2 separate regions of the Canis lupus genome follow, and region 1 is linked to region 2. A link is a contact called in public Hi-C data. All regions are on one chromosome and are shown on one strand. The core of a region is the stretch at or near the end of the contact, and the rest is flanking DNA. Distances in the headings are between cores, read along the strand shown. Region 1 overlaps LOC106557939 (a long non-coding RNA gene). Region 2 holds the start of HHEX (hematopoietically-expressed homeobox protein HHEX).

Region 1 (3,254 bases), core at 445-2,944, 66 kb before region 2:
AAATGCAGATAGGTAAAAAAAAATCCCAAAAGATGCTCAACTTTGCTAAAAATTTAAAAAAACACACCAATAAACAAGTTTTTTTTTTTTTTTGCCTAGTAGACTTATAAAATTTAGTAATACTAGAGTTGATAAGTATGTGAGGAAACAGGGCTTCTCAGATTTCTGAGTAGATTGCGACTGGTATACTAGGACACAATTTAGCATAGTTTATTAAAATTTAAAATGTGCATACCCTCCAACCCAACAATTCTACAGAAATACTCACACATCCACACAAAGATGTTTACACAAGGATGTTCAGTTAAGCCAAAAACAAAACAAAACCTCAAATCGTCCAAAGTCCATGAATAAGGAATTGAGTAAATAATTTATAATCTATGCTGCAGTGGAATAGCCACAGTCATACAAAATAATGGGGTAAATCTGTGTACATTAGCATTTGAATCTATTCAAGATATACTTAAGGAAAACATGCAAGTTGAGGAAGACTAGGTATGCATTCCATTCTCTCGTCTTTTTTATTTTTGGTGAAGAAAAATGCTTTTATATGTACTGAAATAAATCTGGTACAGTATATAACAAAGAATTACCACTAGGAAGTTGATATGGAGCCCTTCAACTTTAAACTTTATATATTTCTGTGTTTAGGAGTGTGTATACGCACATGTTTATGTATTTACTGCTTTTGCAATTAGAAAAAAATTATTTTAAGCTAATCAAGCAACAGAAAGAGCTGGTTTTCCATTGGCATTGACTGCTGTTCTAAGAGAGTTGTAGCCAAATATCTCAACTCTTCCCAGATAACATGAAGCCCAAGATGCTAGATCCAGCCTGGGAACCTGTCTCTTGTACAGAGCTTGAGACTGGCCTAGTGGCTGCTAAATGAAGTTCCAAGAGACAGCATCCAGGGACAAAAGCTAAAGAGATAGCCAAAGAGCTCACCCAAAGGGGCCAGGCAAAGAGGCAAAATCCACTGGATGAGAACCTCTGACACCAACTCAATGCCAGCTGGCACTGAATGGAGGGTGGTTGTGGCTCTGAAGAGATCTGAACAGCTGAGGTGAAGTGTAGCTCACAGGGCATCTGCCACCTCAGAAGCCAGAAGGGAGGAAACCAAGAGGTAGGAAGCCATCAGTGAATAACTCTAGTATAAAGAAGCAATAAAGCATTATGCTTGTTTCAATTTCCTATTTAGAATGGTTTCAGGTTTTAAAAAAGGAAAAAAGAAAACATTTACCTTCTTAAATTATAGTTTTTTAGGTGTAACTTAATTTCTTTCCAGTCAGAGGTCTGTGAAGATTTGCATACTGCCTTGATGCAAATAATTTTTTTAAGAGTATCTCATTATACCCCACTGGCTTGGAGGGATTTTATAGAATCATGCCCATCCGTTTTCCTTTGACATTTGATTTTGGTAAATGATCATCATATGGGAGAGTTGCAGCAAGATGGCACCCCCAACTCCTGAAGCATTGGGCTGGGAGAAAGAAGATCCCTTTACCCTTTCTATCCCCAAAAGCTATTTGTCTGAGCCCTCTAGGGCAATCAGCCATTACCCAGTCCGCAGAGCTGAGTGAGAAGTCCTTTTTAGGCAAGACATTAAAAGAAGTTGGCTGAGCAGATCTAAAACCCTTGGTCAACAGGGCGGAGCCAGCCCTGGGGCAGAAGTATTACTTCACAGTTGCATCGGCTTCCTGTGGCTGCCAATAGAGGCAGCATCTGGCAGCCAGCCCACCGCAGAGAAGAGGGAACTCCGCGGAGAAGAAACTAGCACTGAGGCCCCAAAGGTGGAAGTGCAGCCTGAGAAACTTGAGCCAGCCTGGGACTGCGGGGCTGCCAGCTTGCCCAGCCCCTCTGCAGAGCATGGTGGGGCCTTCAGTAGCCCTCGGGCTTTACAAGCCTGGTGGGCCTCCCATACATTATTTAATCCCTATTGTTTATTTCATAAGGCTATGAGGCAGGTGCTATTATTTTTCCATTTTTCAGACAGAGAAACTGAAGCTCACAGAGGTGAAACAACTTGCCCCAGGGCAGACAGAGGAGCCAGGATTCAAACCCCCTGTGTGGTCCGTCCAGAGCCGGGACTAGGACCACAGCAACTTCAGCTTTCAAGTGAAAATCCAGATGATGAGGTAAAGGTTAGTACTGCCTCCAACTGACCCTGGGGATTGGACCAATCTTGTCTCCTCCCTCGTAGGTAATATTTTGGTTTTCCTTCCTTGCACACAACCAGGCAAATGACTGCAATTCTAAAAAGAGATAAATATAAAAACAAGAAGTGAAACACTGCAGACACCTGAAACCCGACCATTTCTGCAAGCTCGAGCTAGCAGAGCCGCCACACAACAGAAATAGTTCTGTCCTGTTTAGATAGGCTTTGTTTTGCTACATGGCTGCATATGCAGTGAAGTGATATCAAGTCCTAAGGGTCCACTCCTTTGATGAGTTAAACACACAAAGGCCTACATTTTGATGTAATCTGATAGCATGTAGTTAAGTCCTAGACAAACTGCAACTGTGAGGAAGTGATAAACCCAACTTCCTGCACAGAGCTGCCTGAGATAACACTTTCCATGGACTGGAAGAAAAAAAAGAGAGAGAGAGAGAGAGAGAGAGACATGATTGCTACCGAATTTGAAAAGAACGATTTCATTCTTAATAAATAAGCCCTTTTCCGTGGGGCTCCAGCAACAGCTAAGAAAACCGACTGCAGTCGGGTGAGGATGTAGCATTTCCACAGATTACTTAATTCTGACTTTTATTCATAGCCAATATCAGTCACGGAAGATTCACTTGATTTTTGTCTTAAGGATCCTTTAGCTCAAACTCGAAATCTCAGGAATCTTCTTGGCCAGGAGACCATCCCCACAGTCAACCAAGAACTCACATTGGGGCCACTGAGGTTGCGTTCCCACTGAGTCATTAAAGAGGTTGATTCAGCCTGAGTAAACACACGTTGGAAATGTTGCCAACTTACTGAAGGACCAGTTGCTATTTCCACGATGCCAGAACAAGGTCAGAGTGACGGTTTCACTAAGTGGTCTCATAAATTGTGTCATATACAAACAACCAATAAGAGCTGCCTGTGTTGGGAATTTTCTAGGACTCCATTCATTCATTCATTAATTTAGCAAGTAGTTGTTGAGTGCGTACTAAATGCTGGGAAATACAAGGGCGAACCAAGAAAGAATCAGCCCCTTCCCTCAAGGACGACTTGGGGAGACAGATATGAAAGGAAACATACAAATGCG
Region 2 (3,233 bases), core at 304-2,803:
AAAGGCCTCATCATAAACGTGAAGACATTAAAATTTTAATTAAAATGTTACGTTGTCTCTAGGGTCCCCAAAGAAGCTGCCAATAGCAGAGAGTAAATCTAAAACCCTGGCGGCCCAAGGCAAGGAGCCCCGTTTCTTTATGCCCCCGGGGCTTCCGATGCCGGAGCCGCCAAGGGCCCCTCGGGAGTGCGGATCCCCGTCGGCTTGTTTCTTAGGCCGTGCGCTGAGGGACGAGCCCCGCGAACACCGTAAGTCCTAGGTGTCTTCCCCGCCTTTCCTACTCCGAAGACCTATCAGTCAGTCCGTCCGTCCGTCCGTCCGTGGGTCTGCAGGCCTGCCCCCAAACACTTTGAAAGCTGGCATTGTTTTTTTTTTTTCTCCCAGATTTTGCTTACGTCAGGCTTCAGACTAGTGCAAAACAGCTTCGGGGGCGGGGGAAAAAAGGAAGCAACTGGTTATTTTAGCTGCCATAAAGTCACATCCCACACAGAGGAAATGAACAATATCAGAAAAACGGATCCCGGCTATCAGAAGTCGAGTGTTTCCTGAATTTGTCTGTATTGAGGATGTCGATAAAATAATCAGCAGCGTGCACTACTCCGGGGGAAGGGTCTGCTTCATGCAGCCAGGAAAACACTTAACAGCTTCTGAAACCAGATTTACTCCTATCGAGAACTCAAGATTTCCTGTATGAACGGAAAGGGTCAGGCTCTTTCACTGCACAAGCTTGTTGAACCAGGTTCAGCCTCGTAACCACCCGGGCCCAGCAGCTATCCCTGCCCCGCAGGGCCGGCCCGGGCGCCCTGGCACTCCCTACCCCGTCCCTCCAGCTAAGGGGACCCCACCCCGAGCGACACGCGCGCCCCGGGGCTGCCTTCGGCCGCCAGCCCCCGCGGCAGTGCCAGAGGTCTCGCCCGGGCCCGCGCGCCCCGACGCCTGCAAGGTGCAGGAAAACCAATCTGAGTCACGGTGCGGTCGGCCCCGGCAGCGCGCCACTGGGGCACGCGCCTCCTGTCCCTGCGCGCGCCCGAGGGCCGCTTTTCGATCGCTTTTGCCACAACTTTCTATTGCCTCCCCCTCCGCCCCCGCCGCCTCCTGGACGCTGCCACCTGCCGGGTGGCGCCTTCCTCGCCGCGGCCGCGGCTCGGCCCCGCCATGACCCCGGCCGCCTTACCCAGGGGGTCGTGGCGGAGCAGGGCGTGCGTGTAGTCGTTCACCGTCCTTGGGAAGGGGTACAGAGGGCCCCCGAAGCCGCCGGGTCCGTAGGCGGCGGCCAGCGCGGCGGCGGAGTGGTGCGAGAAGGCGGGATGGATCGGCGTGGGCTCGTACACCGGGGTCCGGTAGGAAGACACGAGGCTGGTGAAGGAGGAGTTGGGGGACGGCAGCGTGGGGGCGGGGGTGGGCGCGGCGGGCCCGCGGCCCAGGATGTCCTCGATGTAGAACGGCGTCGGGTGCGCGGGCTGCAGCAACGGCGTGGGCGCGTACAGCGGCACCCCCACGGCGCCCGCCGCCGCCGGCCCGGGGTGTGGGTACTGCATGGCTCCGCTGCGCTCCGGCCCCTCGCAGAGCTGGCGGCCCGCGCCCCGGCGCTACATTTATCCGCGCTCCGCGCTCCCGGCGATAGGCTCCGCCGGCCACGGGGTGGGGCCGCGCTCTCTGGCCCCTTCCTGCCGCCTGTCCCTGCGGCCAATGGCGCGGAGCCCCGGGAGCCGCCTCCCGCCCCCACCCTCGGCCCGCCCCCGCCGGCCGAGCTCCCGCCCCCCGGGACGCGCTGGCTCGCCGGCTCCCAGGACCGACCCGCGCCCGGGTCCCCGGCCGCCGCCGCCGTCGCTCGGGGCGGCGGGCACCCTGGCCCCGGAGCGCTCGAAGGGAAGGAAGCCCAGGGCCACGTCCGTCGAGGGGAGACTCGAGGAAAGCAGCGCTGGAACACGGACTCCCGTGGGCCCGGCCCGTGCCGGGAGGCAGCCCTGCCGAAACTCGAGGGGCACCGGCCCAGGCCCAGGCCCGGCCCCGGGGTGGCAGCAGTGGACCCGGCGCAGGGCAGCCGGACTCGAGCCTGGCGGGCGTGGAGGCACTGGCAGACCGCGCCGTCGCGGGCCGAGAGCATCCCCCGTGTGGGCGCGCGCCCTGGAGTGCCGGTGGCGCTGGCTGTGCCCGGGCGGCAGCTCCGAGGAGAGAAACCCGGCCCCTAGCTAAGGCCCAGTTGGGGTGAGGACGCCTAGGCTTGAAGCGCTCGGCCCTCGCGGCCGCTCCGTCCCGTTTCCTTGGTGGGCGGGCCCCAGCCCTCAGCCGCTCCCGTGAGGACGCTTTCGGGGAGGAATCCGGGGAAAGCCCGGGTCTTAGATGCCACGTAGAAGTCGTGCGGTCTTCGCCCACCCAAAGGGGGTTGCCCTAGGTCCCCTGTCCCCGGGCCCCGGGGGTCGCAGCTGCGCGCAGCACCGCTCTCGCGTTTACACGTGTTTTCTATTGAATCCGTGGCGCTACCCCTGCGGCCTCGGCTCCGTGCAGCTCCCCTCGCCTGCGGGGCAAGGGGGCATTTTCTTGATTGACGCCCTCCTGCGGTCGTCACACCTCGCGGTGAGCAGTTTCTGCTAAGGTCCTCCACTAATCGTGGAAATGCACATTTCCCAGCTTTTTCTATTGAGGTTTTTAATTTACGTCTAGGAACTATTTCTCCGACTAAAGCGGGGTCGCAGACGAAAGAAGAGTGGACTGGAAGCTGGGTGGCCCGAGTTCGAGTTTCACTGCGCACATTTCTGTTGAGCAACTACTGTGTGTCAGCAGTGAACAAGACAGATGTAGTAGTTCCTGTCCTCACGGAGACAGGAAACAAATTTTAATGCTGTGACTTATGTGTGTGCTATGAAGGAGAAGTACATAATGATCTGAAACCTAATAACCAGCGGACGTCATCTAGTTGGGGACGGGAGGTGTGTTAAGGAACGGAAAGTGTTCTCCAAGGAAGTGATGTTTGAAGAAGGAGTAGTTGTCAAAAAACCTAGAGAGGGAGGAATAGTCAAAGAATAGCAAGTGAGTGTTGTCAGTGCAACTTTGGTCAAGTCATCCTCCCTGAGCTTTCTAAAACATTTGAAACTTAGCCTAAAGGCTCCCAATATTTGGGGGGTGGAGTCCTGTGCATCTTTCAGAACCTGATAGACAAGCGCTACAAGCACAAACACAGTGAGTGTAATATGCTGTCATTTGAGTGAAAATCTTAGGAAAACGGGACTCCT

What was found. A called contact is a pair of places that touch in the nucleus more often than the background predicts.
Region 1: a contact with region 2 is called in a Hi-C map of blood, with 2.6 times the contacts expected there. The contact joins the enhancer-like site here to the promoter of HHEX in region 2. A contact is called at or near these places in 2 of 9 Hi-C or Micro-C datasets (both in blood).

Annotation. Positions count from the first base shown.
Region 1 is chr28:7,301,406-7,304,659 of UU_Cfam_GSD_1.0, reverse strand. All of the region lies in intron 4 of LOC106557939 (a long non-coding RNA gene), which reads right to left. Among named protein-coding and RNA genes, the nearest start is that of HHEX, 66 kb to the right of the region's middle. Within about 2 kb of position 1,694, at least 5 of the 20 cell types and tissues checked have an H3K27ac peak or open chromatin away from gene starts, as enhancers often do. A contact at or near this core is called in blood, where this site is marked.
Region 2 is chr28:7,235,167-7,238,399 of UU_Cfam_GSD_1.0, reverse strand. HHEX (hematopoietically-expressed homeobox protein HHEX) reads right to left here and starts at 1,553. Exons shown (of 4, transcript XM_038578201.1): 1 at 1,175-1,553. The coding sequence starts at 1,538.